Linked DNA regions of Mus musculus: region 2 is linked to region 1. The links are chromatin contacts, called in public HiChIP or PLAC-seq maps. All regions are on one chromosome and are shown on one strand. Each heading gives the region's core, a stretch centred on a gene start, on an enhancer-like site or on the middle of the called end of the contact. The rest is flanking DNA. Distances are from core to core; before and after follow the strand shown. Region 1 holds the start of Nudt15 (nudix (nucleoside diphosphate linked moiety X)-type motif 15). Region 2 has its middle 20 kb from the start of Rubcnl.

Region 1 (6,335 bases), core at 1,570-4,069:
ACAGCGACAGTGCAAGAACCATGACAGGAGCACAGGTATCTGTATCTTCCATCCCTTGGGATCTACACATCTCCCCATCTCTACATTGTCTCTGCGCTGCTCTAACAGGACAGCCGGCAGACTTTCATTTCACATAATTCTGCAGATTGAAAGTCTAAGATCAAGATGCTGGCCAGACGTGATGTCTGGTAAGGGCCCATTTCCTAGCTCATGGGACAGCCATACTCCTCCTGTATCCTCACATGGAGGACGTGGTGAGGATCTCTCTGGGGTCTCGTTCATGTGAGCACTAATTCCATTTGTGGCCTGTTAGGCAGTGCTTCATTCAGTCCTGTGGTGAACAGTGGATCCTAGCCACCGCCGCTGCCGCTGCCATTTTGGGAGGTAATGGGAAGTTCAGAGCATCTGCACATGGCAGGTGAGCCTCTGAAGACTGCACCTGGTCCTTCTCACTCTGCCTCAGTCCTGCTGAGGGGTAAGGAGGTGAGAAGCGTCTGTTGCAGCTCCTCCAGGACATTCCATCTCACTAAGGGCCCAGAATCAGCAAAGCCCAGGCCCCGTCACCATCACCCCAAGACTGGAATTTCAACATAGGTTTTTGGTTTTTGTCTCTTTTTGAGATTGTGTCTCTACATAGACCTAGCTAGCCTGGAACTTTCTATGTAAACCAGTGACCTCAAACTCCCAGAGATCTTTCTGTCTCTCCCTACTATTCCCCAAGTGCTGGGGTTAAAGTCACCTTCTTAGCTCCAACACAGGAACTTTCGAGGTCATAGACACAAAGAGAATCCGATTCTCTTCATATGGCAATGATACTCTAACCATGCTTCTCTGAAGAATAATACGTTATTGTATCTGATTCTCTTACTTTCATTCTTTTCAGGCTCCATATTCCTCGGCTCCGAATCATGAGTCATATCCACCTCTCCTTTCATTAATATGGTAACATAATGGTAATTCTCCTTCTCAACAAAAGAATTTACCACGGAGGCAAAGCACACATTTTTCAGGTGAAGCCCAGCTTCTTCCCAGGTTTCTCTCTGAGCGCATTCTTCCCAGGTCTCACTGGAAAAAGAAACACAGCCTGCTTAGTGTACACATGAGGTGAGAGTCCTGGTAGGAAAATTATGGTATACAGTAAAAGCAATGGTAATTAGTTTATGCTTTAGACTGATTAAAAAAAAATCTTCCATCTTGACATTATGCATATTCTATATTTAGTGATTTGAAGACCCAAAGAGCTTTAGGTTATGCAAAAATTAACACTTAACAACAGCATTAATTCCTAGGTCTGGAGATAGACTTAGGCAGCAAGGGTGCAGTTTAGTGTGTCAGGTAAGAACCCAGGCTTTCTCTGGGTGGTGGTGGTACACGCCTTTAGTCCGAGTACTTTAGAGGCAGAGCCTGGTGAACCTCTGTGAGTTTGAGGCCAGATTGGTCTACAGAGGGAATTCCAGGACATCCAAGACTGTACAGAGAAACCCTATTTCTAAAAACAAAAACAAAACCCAACAAAAACCACTCCCCAAAACCCAAAACAAAACCAACCAACCAAACAAACAAACAACAATAAAAAACAACCCAACAACAACAAAACCCAGGCTTCTGAGTCAACTGTACCCAGGAAAAAAAGAAACATTAATTAATGTTCCTTTCGGGTTGTGTTTTGAAAGTGCATTAAATGCCTTCCTTATGCTTCAAAATTCCAGTTTAAGCCTAAAAATTGAGGCAATTAGGCAACAGAGAAAGAGATGATTAGCATTAAGGGGCATGCAACACTTGTACTTCCAGGCCACATAGGAAAGTACAGGTTACCATCAAGAGGAAGGAAGTTGTCAGCCTGGTAATGTTTCCCTGTCATGGAGAGCCAGTGAGAGGCTCCTCCATCCAGTGAATCCATCACGCCATAATCCCAACACTCAGAAAACTGAGGCAGGCAGATCTCGGTCTCTTATAACTAAATAAGCCTATTAGATAATAGTGACCCAGATAATTACATAATAGGAAGTCTCAGATTTCCTTTGAAATTGTCTACAGAATCAAGTATGGTGCTTGTTAGATAAGGCGTAGGAAGGCTTGAAGCTTTACCTTCCAAGTGTTTTATAACACTACATTATTTTATATTACTATACAAGACTAAAGGAAATCACACCGAATCTGGATGTCTTAGATACTTTTATTGTATTTTAAGGCACACTCTCGGATTAGAACACATTTTTGAGCAGAGCCAGGGTTTCTTCACGATTGCACAGAAACTGACTTAGCTACCCTTCCCCCTTTGTGGGACTGACACATCCACATCGCAGAAGCGGCGGGGCCAGCCTCACAAAACTCTGATATATTTAAATCTCATGGGGCAAAAGGAAAAGTCCCAGTTAACATCCACTTTCTCTGTAAACACTAAGAAATACAAACGACTTCCACTTGCAGCCAGGAGAGGGCAGAGCGAGGACTAACGGGGCCCGGGTACTGGCACAGCACCCCCTCCTGGCTGGATCCCGGAGGACACCGGGGCCGTAGAGAGCTCGCGGAACTCAACTGCGCACTGAAGCGCGTCACACGGACCGAGAATGGCGTGCGGACTAGTGATATTCCCGAAGCTTCCGCTTCCCGGAGGTCGTCCTGCTCACCCGAATTCCAAATGGCCCCCAGGAAGCTGGAAACTGCCGGCTCCAAACGATCCTTTCCTTTTCCCCAGAAGGACGCAGCGAGGATGCTCGCAGCTCAGCACCACCACGCCGACCCCAACTCCTGGCCGCCGCCTCGGCTCTGCGTTAGCGGCCATAGCATTTGGCTGACCCCGGAAGTGACGTTGAAGCTGTACGGGAACCGGCAGGAGCCTCGCTGATTGCTCGCTGAGTGTTGTGTCTCACGAATCACCTGTCGCCTGGTGCATAGATCATGCAGAAACAACCATATAAATAACTAACATAAGAGTACTGAAAGATGATTTGGGGAAGTAAATGAGACTAATTAAGTTTCTTTAGGATAAATTCATATTTTAGAGAAAAACAAATTATAGTAGATAAAAATATACATCAACTAAAACTGAAATATGAAAAGAAAAACTTGGGGAAATCAGCTGTAACAAGATTGACATCTTAAATCTTTGGACGGGTGGGTTTACTTTAAAAGTATTACTTTATTTCTACTAATGTGTGCATAATTTTAGAAACCCAATAGTACAAAACTGCCCAAGGACAGACACTATCCCTTTTAGCCCTGCTTCCAGAGACAGCTTTAACTCTTTGAAATGTTAGTTTTTATATTTCCACACATATATCTGAGTGTATACTTAATTTGTATCCTAAGTAATTGTCTTAGTGAGGGTTTCCGTTGCTGTGAAGAGACATTATGACCAAGGCAACTCTTATAAAGGACAACATTTAATTGGTGCTTGCTTGTAGGTCCAGAGGTTCAGTCCATTATAATCAATGCAGGAAGCATGGCAGCATCCAGGCAGTCGTGGCACTGGAGGAGGTAAGAGTTGTATATCTTGTTCTAAATTCAAACAGGAAAAGATTCAAACAGCAACTGGGAGAAGTATCTCAAAGCCCATCTCCCACAGCGACACACTTCCTCCAAAAAGGCCACAACCACTCCAACAAGGACACACCTCCCTGGGCCAAGCATATTTAAACTACCATAGTAATCCATTAGAAAGTTTCAGTATCCATTAGGTATGCTTAGCAAAGTCCTAAGTTTTGCCAATCAACGAATGTGCAAATGAATAGACAGTTTAAAACGAGAAACAAAAATAATAACTATTTTTAAAAGTGTTGACTATCTCCATTGAGGAATTGAGATGCCATCTGTACTGGCTGGTTTTGGGTGTCAACTTGACACAGGCTGGAGTTATCACAGAGAAAGGAGCTTCAGTTGGGGAAGTGACTCCATGAGATCCAGCTGTGGGGCATTTTCTCAGTTGGTGATCAAGGCATGAGGGCCCACCATGGGTGGTGTCATCTCTGGGCTGGTAGTCTTGGGTTCTATAAGAAAGCAACTTGAGCAAGCCAGTAAGAAAGATCCCTCCATGGCCTCTGCATCAGCTCCTGCTTCCTGACCTGCTTGAGTTCCTGTCCTGACTTCCTGTAGTGATGAACAGCAATTTGGAAGTGTAAGCTGAATAAACCCTTTCCTCCCCAACTTGCTTCTTGGCCATGCTGTTTGTGCAGGAATAGAAACTCTGGGCAAGATACCATCTTACCCCAGTCAGAATGGCTATCATCAAGAGATCTGACAACAAATGTTGGAAAAGTTGTGGAGAGAGAAGAACCCTTATTCAGTGTTGAGGGGAGCAAACTAACACAGACATTATGGAAATAAGTGTGGTGGTTTCTCAAAAAATTAAATATAGACCCACCCCCTCCTAACTTACTGGAAAACAATATCTCTTGACTGTAATTAGAGCAAAATGCAGAGCTCTCAGCTCCTTTAGCACCATGTACACCTGGACACTGCCATGTTTCCTGCCATAATGATAATGTGCTGAACCTCTGAACTTGTAAGCCTGCCCCAATTAAATGTCATCTTTTATAAGAGTTGCCTTAGTCATGGTGTCTCTTCACAGCAATGGAAACCCTAACTGAGACAATATATAACATGGATTTTATTCAGGTCTAAAGAAAAATGAAATTTATATTTTGGCAGAAAAAAATGGAATGGCTTGGAATGTATAACATTAAGCAAGGTCACACAGTCTCAGAAAGAAGAAAACCTCTGCATGTTCTTCCTTAAGTGCGGATTGTGGCCTACAGTATATCTGTATATTTGTAAACAAATTACATCGAGGGACAGTGAGCGGCAAAAGAAGGGGAGACAAGGAAGGGCTGAGTGAGGGTAAAGGACCGGGAAGGTAGAAAAGAGAAAATAAGGCGAGTTGTTTTTCTAGTTCTTTCCTGCCGTGGATTCCCAGGTTTGTGGTGGCAGAGAAGTGCATTTGATTGGGAAGATGTGAAGCCCAGCATGGAGCTCCATGGCCTAGGAATTGCTGCTCTGACAGGACAGGGGTTCATTGGGCTGCATAGCCTTTGGGTCTGGCTAATTTTGGTCAAAGTGCAAAATGGAACAACCACTTTGGAAAGCATACTGTGTTTCATAAAAAGCAAGTATATTTGTGTGATACAACTTGATGATTCCACTACTAGATAATGGACTGAGACAAATGAAAGTGTATGTTAATACAAAGATATGTGTGGAAATATTGCAGTAACTTAATTTATAATTAGTAAATGTTACCCTAATGGTGAATAAATAAATTAACTATGGCACATTCATAAATGGAAAATTGCTGAGAAACAAGGAACACTGTGTGGATACCATCAACTGTGTAGGCAAATCTCAATTGCTTTATGCTATATGAAAAAAATTAGATACAGAAGCTGGATAATTCCACTTAGAGGGTAATCTGAAATAGACTAAACAGCCAATAGCCAGAGCCAATAGATCAGTGTTTGCCTGAGGCTTTAATTACAGGGAGAGGTAACTGCAAACAACTGAAAGAACCTAGTGGGGAAACCCCCACTCAATATCCGTTTGGCCCGCACCCAGGAATCACGAACAGACAACCATCTTGATGTAAAAGCATGAGGTAGTTTAATGACGGAGCTCCGGGCCGACACATATCTCCCACAGGAGACAGAGGTGTTGACCACATGGTGGAGCCATAATGGCGGAGCTCCTGTTCGAAACATATCTCACACAGGAGACAGTGGTTTCGACCCTGAGGCTTGGAAGCTAGGGACTTTTATAGAAAAGGGGTGGGGCTGGGGAGGGATTGGTGTGGTTTTACATGATTGGTCCATTTAAACATCAACAGACTGTCCAAAGGGTGGGAGATAGGGAGGCACTAGGCCAGTCAGGACATGTAATGACGGGCCTGCCCGGGCATGACCTGGCCTGTTCTGCTATGTTCTCGGCCCCAGGTTTCAAAGCTCACAAACAACTCTTTGGGCTATTTGACATAAATTACATGAACCACAGGTCTCAAGTTTTATTTCCTTTCACAACAACAACAAAAATAACAAACTGGAGAGATTTTTTCCAGTATATTGAAATGTCTATGTATAAACTATGATGTTAGTAACATGACTGTGTGTTTTAACTCAAAAGACTTTGTTATATAAAGAGGGAATTTGCTACATGTGTATTAAGCCTCAGTATATCTAGCATTTTTTAAAAGCCCAAATCGAACTTGCAGAAAAGTCATGAAGTGAGGTGCCGCAGACCCTCTTTGGTCCCTGTCTGCGTGGAATGGGTCTCTGGTTGCAGGTGGACAAGGAGTCGGTGGGAATTGACAGACAGACACAAGGGAATGTGGATCTGAATGTAATTTG
Region 2 (6,335 bases), core at 2,231-4,730, 1.5 Mb after region 1:
GGCATATATGCACAAAACATTTTGGTAGATTTTAAAACCTTATTTAGATGCTAGAAGTAACCATCTCTACCCAGCAACCTTAATTAATCAGACTAAATAATGAATAGACTGAAATTATAGTCCTGGGCAGCAGTGAGTGTCAGGAGTGTTGTGTAGAACTCTCAAATACTGGACTCTGTAGTCTCTCTTCACTAGTTACACCGCTTATGTAACTGGTTTCTCTGCCTTCGCATCCTCACCTATAACAGAGACTAAAACTTGCGTGTTTTGCTATTTTTTTTAAAGTCTAATGCACACAGAGACCGACAGTTAGTACATTAATTTAAGCTGTTATTGATGCTTACGGTGTGGTTTCTGTCAGGTCAGCCTACATCAGGGAGCATCACTGTGTGATATTTTGCTTTTCTTTGTTCTAGCTTCAGACTGTGATGAGTGATTTCTTTCATAAAGTTTACCACATCTATCATGTTATCTTTGCCTTCAGGGTCACCTCTAACTCTCTCTCTGTCTCTGTCCCTGTCTCTGTCTCTCTCTCCCCCCGCCTCCTCATTTGCACCCCCTTGTGTATGTCTTGTCTATACCCCTGGACATGTCCTAATTTTGAGGGTCACTGGCTCAAGACAACTCCTTATGTCACTGGTTGGCATTCTTGCCCATATAGAAGGAGCCTACCCACTTGCTTTCCTGTGGGAATTGTTCTGAGTCCACCTTCCCCAAAGGAAGAAGGGTCAGTGAGTATTTTTGTAGTGAGATCTTTGAACCCAAAGGTCTTAATAGTGTCAACCTTTTGATGCAATCTGACTGAAAAGCTCAGCTTAGAGCTTCTTGGTAAATGACTAATAAACACATACCAACAAAACACAAGTAATGTTTGGGTAAGTACGGTGAAACATGATTGTAATGTCACACTCTGGAAGGTGAGACAGGAGGATCCCCAATTCAAAATCCACCTGGAAGCACACAGAATCTAAATACACACACACACACACACACACACACACACACACACACACACATCACACTTAAGTTTGGGTATTAACTATACTTTTGTTTGTGAGTGAGCCTCATGTAGCCTAGGTTGGCCTAGAACTCACTATGTAGCAGAGGCTAGCCTTGAACTCCTAAACTCCTGCCTTTATTGCTCAATTTCTGAGATCACAGATGTGAGCCATCATATTCAGTTCAGTAGTGACTAATTTAATAGTTACTGATTGTGGGTCTGTGTTCTGCATAAGCGCAGATGACAAGGCTACATTTTATCACCACCGCCATTGGGGTGTGGAAGTGGCACAATGAAGCCTAAGATGGGGCCCCAGCCCAGGTGAGAAACAGCGCAGCCTGAGGCCAAGTTGGCAGGGGTTCGGGGCATCCAGTCCCCACTGGGAACCTCGTGGAATCGGGAATGAGAGGGTCAGGGGGAGGGGGAACTCTCGCTTAGGTTAGGGGGTGAGGAGGGCAGAGGAACCTTCTGCTAGCGAGGCTCTGTATGATGAAGGCTTCTTCCCACAGCGGTTCTTGATGAAAGAGACAGTCTTTGTTTGTCTAAACTGTTTATTCATTGTTCATCATGGAAAGTGGGTGCAGATGACTTACTCAGTGTGGACCAGAGATTAAATACCTTCTGCAGGAAGGGATGTCCAGGAAGGGAAGCTTATTGGCTAAGCTCTCAGGCTGGTCCATCCAGATACCTCATTAGCACGGAGAACTGGGCTCTATGCTACAGGACAACTAGTGGTCACGCTCTTCATGTGGGGTGTTTTGGTCATGTGTTCCAGGACAGGAACCGGATCAGAGTAGATGAAACTCCTACCATTCTCAGATACATGAAGTACCAGGGTTTCTGAATTCGCTCACCCTTCCCGGTTTTTGTCTGGTGACACAGTTCTACTTGCCCCACAACTGATGACAACCTCTAACTTAGTAAAAGAGTGGAACTTAAGACAGACACATGCTAGTGTCTCCCACAAGGAGCAGAAGATGTATTTAGACATCAGCTAGGGAGGGTATGTCTTCATTATTGTACTTCGGAGTCTTACTCCACAGCCACACTCTGGGAGACTTTGTCTTTTTGAAGAAACTCAAAGTGCACATAGTAACTGATTAAATAAGTACGTGTCATAAAATATTTAAGAAACTATCAGGCAAACTAAAGTTAAGTTGGCCACAAATCTCATGTGGCTGCATGGAAAGGCAGAGATAATATGAAGGAGGATTATTTTGTGATTTGCAAAGTAGTGAGCTAACGTTACCCTGAGTGAAATGATTGTACAGATTACAATGGGCACAGTCAAGATGGATCGTGGGCCCTGTGAGTGAAGGAACTCAAGGGCCTGGCTATGGTTTGGGTTTTCCTTTTATTTGGTTCAGAAGGAGGAGGAGTTTGGTAGTATGGGGCATGGTTTCTATGGTTTTCTGTTTTGGTTGATAGGTGATGCAATCGTTTTTCTACTGCGCAACTTTCTTCCCATAATATATCTGATTTTAATCCTAAGCATGCCTAGTTTTATACATAGGCATTGGATGGTAGATAAGGGATTGTCCCTAAAAATTCACTTGAAAGACGGGTCGCTTTGTTGAGTGGGCTCCCCAAAACAATTTAGACCCAAACCAATAGGGTCAGCCTTCCTGTTCTCCCTACCCAGACACATTGGGAACACATTAGAATAGGAACAATCTAGATTTGATTGTTAAGGCTGGAAATATGTATATCATTACTTAGAAAATGGTGTGTGTGTGTGTGCGCGTGTGTGTCTCAATGCAGGTGGAGATCAGCGGTTGCTAGGTGCATTGTTTAGAGAGTGGCATGTGAGCATAGCACCTGCAATAAAATAATGAGGTTGCCAAGTGAGTTTTTAAAAAGGTGTGAGTGTATGTGTTTGTGTATGTGTGTGTGTGTGTATATATATGTGTGTATATGTATGTGTTTGTGTATGTGAGTGTGCATGTATGTGTGTATGTGGGGTGTGTGTGTGTGTGTGTGTGTGTGTGTGTGTGTGTAAAACCAAGCAAAGTGCAGCAATGCTTGAGTGATCCAGTCCTCCATCTTCTCCAAACCTCACTGTGAACAGGCTTTTAAATGTCATCCATTCTACTGGGCGTCGTCTCTAAAAGCTGGTCATGCCAACGCTCTGACAGTCTTCGGAAAGCCTCTCCACACAGGTGTGGGGACCCCACCCTGCCTGTGGCAGAACAGAGTGCAGGAGAGAGGCAGCAGAGACAACTCAATACAGGCTTATCGAAGAGCTGGGGCTAGGAATGGGCGCGCAGATTTATGTTCGAGCCCAGCTCAAAGTAAGGCCACCCCAGATCTCAGCTGTGTCATCCTGAGGTTCATGATTTCCTCAGACCACAGTGTGGGCAGTTAGGTGTGGCTCTACAGAACAGAACATTTCTTTTGACTTTACCAAAGCACAAAACCACACTCTGAGTAATTCCACGTGTTGGGCTTGGATAAAGACAAGCTGGGACATCCCACGGTTTTAGTGAAGCTGTAAATGTGTCACACTGCTCTCTGCCAACAGAGAACAGGAGACAAGCAAGCAGGCAGGCTAGAGAGGCCAGTGAGAGTCAGGAAGGCCATGTGTCCCTGTGCCCCCCCAGGATGTGTGGTTTTAGCACTAACCACTCTATGTCAGTGAGTTAAAAAAAAAACAAGGTCTGCTTGAGTAGAAGCTGGAGAAAGGGTGAAGTGACCAGAGCTCAAAGCCTTGAGTAGAAGAGAGATGTCGCATAATCACTAGCTGCTACAGAAGTGTTTTTCATGTCTCCTCAAAGACCATAAGTTATAGCTGCACAGTAAGAAATTTGGGTGTGTGAAGATAAGCTGCAAACAAAGAGATGTTCTTTAGGGGAGTGTTCCAGAAGTACTACTAACACAAACACAATCAGTGAAAGCAGGAACAAGGCTGGAAGGAGCACAGGATTCCTTCCCTGCCCAGCAGTCTCCACCCAGAGGCCACTGGTTCTTCCTGCCCTTTTGATGACACTGTGGGTTAAGCTGTCTCCACCTCCACATGCTGAAGTTCTAAACCCACCCAGTTTTGGTCAGGACCTTATTTGGAAAGAGAGGTTTTGCGGATGTAATCAAGTTGTGATCGTGCCATGCTACTTTAGGGTATACTCAGTGACAGTGGTCCTTAAAGAGAAATTTGAAGATTGGCATGCTAGTATATGCCAGTAATCCCCACATGAGAAAGGGCTGAGGCCACCCTGGACTGTAGAAACAACAAAAACAAGCTGGGAGCAAATCACAGAGGAGGGGACCAGAAGGAAGAGGAGGGGTGGGGAGGGGTGGATTTGGACACAGAGACACATGTTAGGGAGGAAGACTATCTTAGTTATTTCCTATTGGCGTGAAGAGACTCCACAATCGAGGCAACTCTTATTAAAGAAAGCATTTAACTCGGGCCTTGCTTGCAGCTTTAGAGGATTAGCCTGTGGTCATGGTGGGAGCAGGTAGACACGGCACTGGAGCAGTAGCTGAGAGCTTTATATACCGACCCACAGGCAGCAGGCAGAAAGAGTAGGCAAAGCCCACCCCCCAGACACACCTCCTCCAACAAGGCCATGCCTCCTAATCTTTCCAAAACAGTTCATCCCTGGGCACTACGCATGCTAACCTATGAGCCTATGGGGCCCAATCTTATCCAGATCTCCACAAAGATGAGATATGAAGTTAAAGATGGAAATTGATGGCTTCTAAAGGCAGGGATTACTCAATACTATTGGCGACCACAAGAGTCTAGGACTGAGGCATGGAGCAGATTCTCTCCCAGAGTGTCCTCGAGTAAGCCAACCCTGCCCGGTACCTGGATTCCAGCCCCACCCCCACCAGAACTGGAGAGAAGACAGCTCTGCTATTTTAAGCAGCCCAGATTATGGCTATTGGCTCTGAGAGTCTGCGGGAATGAACGCAAGGGCTTCCACACACATGACTGATCACTTACTTAACGAAGATGAATTGAGAAAGCTCAGTATTCTATCCTCATTATGAGAGAATCCAAGCAGAGTGACAAACAGAGGAGGTGTTATAGCTGAGATGTGACATGTGCCCTCCAAGCCTGGGTTTGAACATCAGGTCTCTGGCTTGTGCATTAAGGCCTTGAGGATGTGGGACCTGAGGGATGGAGGTAGGCTCTAGGATTGATGGTTACACCCACCCCTTCCACTCATGGTTCCTGTGATGGTTTGTGTATCCTTGGATCAGGGAGTGGCACCATCTGGAGGTGTGGCCTTGTTGGAATAGGTGTGACCTGGTTGGAGTAGGTGTGTCACTGTGGGTGTGGGCATAAGATCCTCACCCTAGTTGCCTGGAAGTCAGTCTTCCACTAGCAGCCTTTGGATGAAGACTTAGAACTCTCAACTCTGCATGCACCATGCCTGCCTGGATACTGCCATGCTCCCACCTTGATGATAATGGACTGAACCTCTGAACCTATAAGCCAGCCCCAATTAAATGTTGTTTTTTTTATAAGACTTGCCTTGGTCATGGTGTCATGAGATTGTCTTCCCAGAGCTCATTGATGTCTCCATCCCATGGTCTAAAACAAAACAATAACAGCAACAATAAATTTACAATACAAAACAACAAAACATACCTTTAAAAAGTATGTAGAGTATGTGTACATTGTTTAATAAATAATTATATATACAATATACTTTGTTTTCATCTGGTTGGAGCTGTGACAGAACACCTGGAGCTGGAAGATTTAAGAAGCACTTAAGTAGCTGCTTCCAGCTCTGGGGCTGGGAAATCTGAGACCAAGGTCCTAAATGCACCTCTGATAAGAGCTTCCTTCTCTTTGCATCTTCACAAGGCAGATAGGAAGGGAACAAATGTGTTCCAGTGAGCCCTTTTCATAAGGACAGCTACTAATCCTTTCATGAGGTGGAGCTCTCATGACCTAAACACTCCCCCTGAAGCTCAACACCCTGCCTGCTGCACCAGGAATTAAGTTCACAGCCTGTGAATCCGGGAGGCCTATCTCAGATATTAGAAGATTACCATAACCTCACAAAACCTCTAGCCTAACCCAAGAGGGAGAAGCTGCCCTAGGTGTTGTGCCATATATATATGTGTATATTATAGTATACAGCCATATACATCCCTCAAAAAATGGAGTTTGATATTATCTCTTTTGAATATAAATATAAATATTTATATGCAATATAAATAGAAGTAAAACCATCTGTATTTTTTATGTCTACCTGTAATGGCTATTCCTGTTGTCAAATTGACTGTATCTGGAATGAACTACAATCCAGAAGTTGGTACCGGGGACTGGGTAGTGCTGTGACAGGCCTGACCATGCTTTTGTTTGGAAGAATGTGGATTT

What was found. HiChIP or PLAC-seq counts read pairs in DNA pulled down with a chosen protein or histone mark.
Region 2: a contact with region 1 is called in a RAD21 HiChIP or PLAC-seq map of pro-B cells, with 28 times the contacts expected there. The contact joins the enhancer-like site here to the promoter of Nudt15 in region 1. A contact is called at or near these places in 2 of 39 promoter capture datasets (cranial neural crest and second pharyngeal arch cranial neural crest), 1 of 15 datasets of contacts at CTCF or cohesin (pro-B cells), 4 of 484 Hi-C or Micro-C datasets (cardiomyocytes, cerebral cortex and cortical neurons) and 6 of 115 datasets of contacts at active chromatin or transcription factors (T-cell acute lymphoblastic leukemia, astrocytes, embryonic forebrain and 3 more).

What each region holds. Positions count from the first base shown.
Region 1 is chr14:73,522,430-73,528,764 of GRCm38.p6, forward strand. It overlaps Nudt15 (nudix (nucleoside diphosphate linked moiety X)-type motif 15), which reads right to left and starts at 2,820. Exons shown (of 3, transcript NM_001360484.1): 1 at 2,631-2,820; 2 at 869-1,065. The coding sequence starts at 2,785. Gm41209 (a long non-coding RNA gene) reads left to right here and starts at 2,873. Exons shown (of 3, transcript XR_874819.2): 1 at 2,873-3,117; 2 at 3,408-3,480.
Region 2 is chr14:74,993,286-74,999,620 of GRCm38.p6, forward strand. No RefSeq gene overlaps it. Among named protein-coding and RNA genes, the nearest start is that of Rubcnl, 20 kb to the right of the region's middle. Within about 2 kb of position 3,481, at least 75 of the 459 cell types and tissues checked have an H3K27ac peak or open chromatin away from gene starts, as enhancers often do. A contact at or near this core is called in pro-B cells, where this site is marked.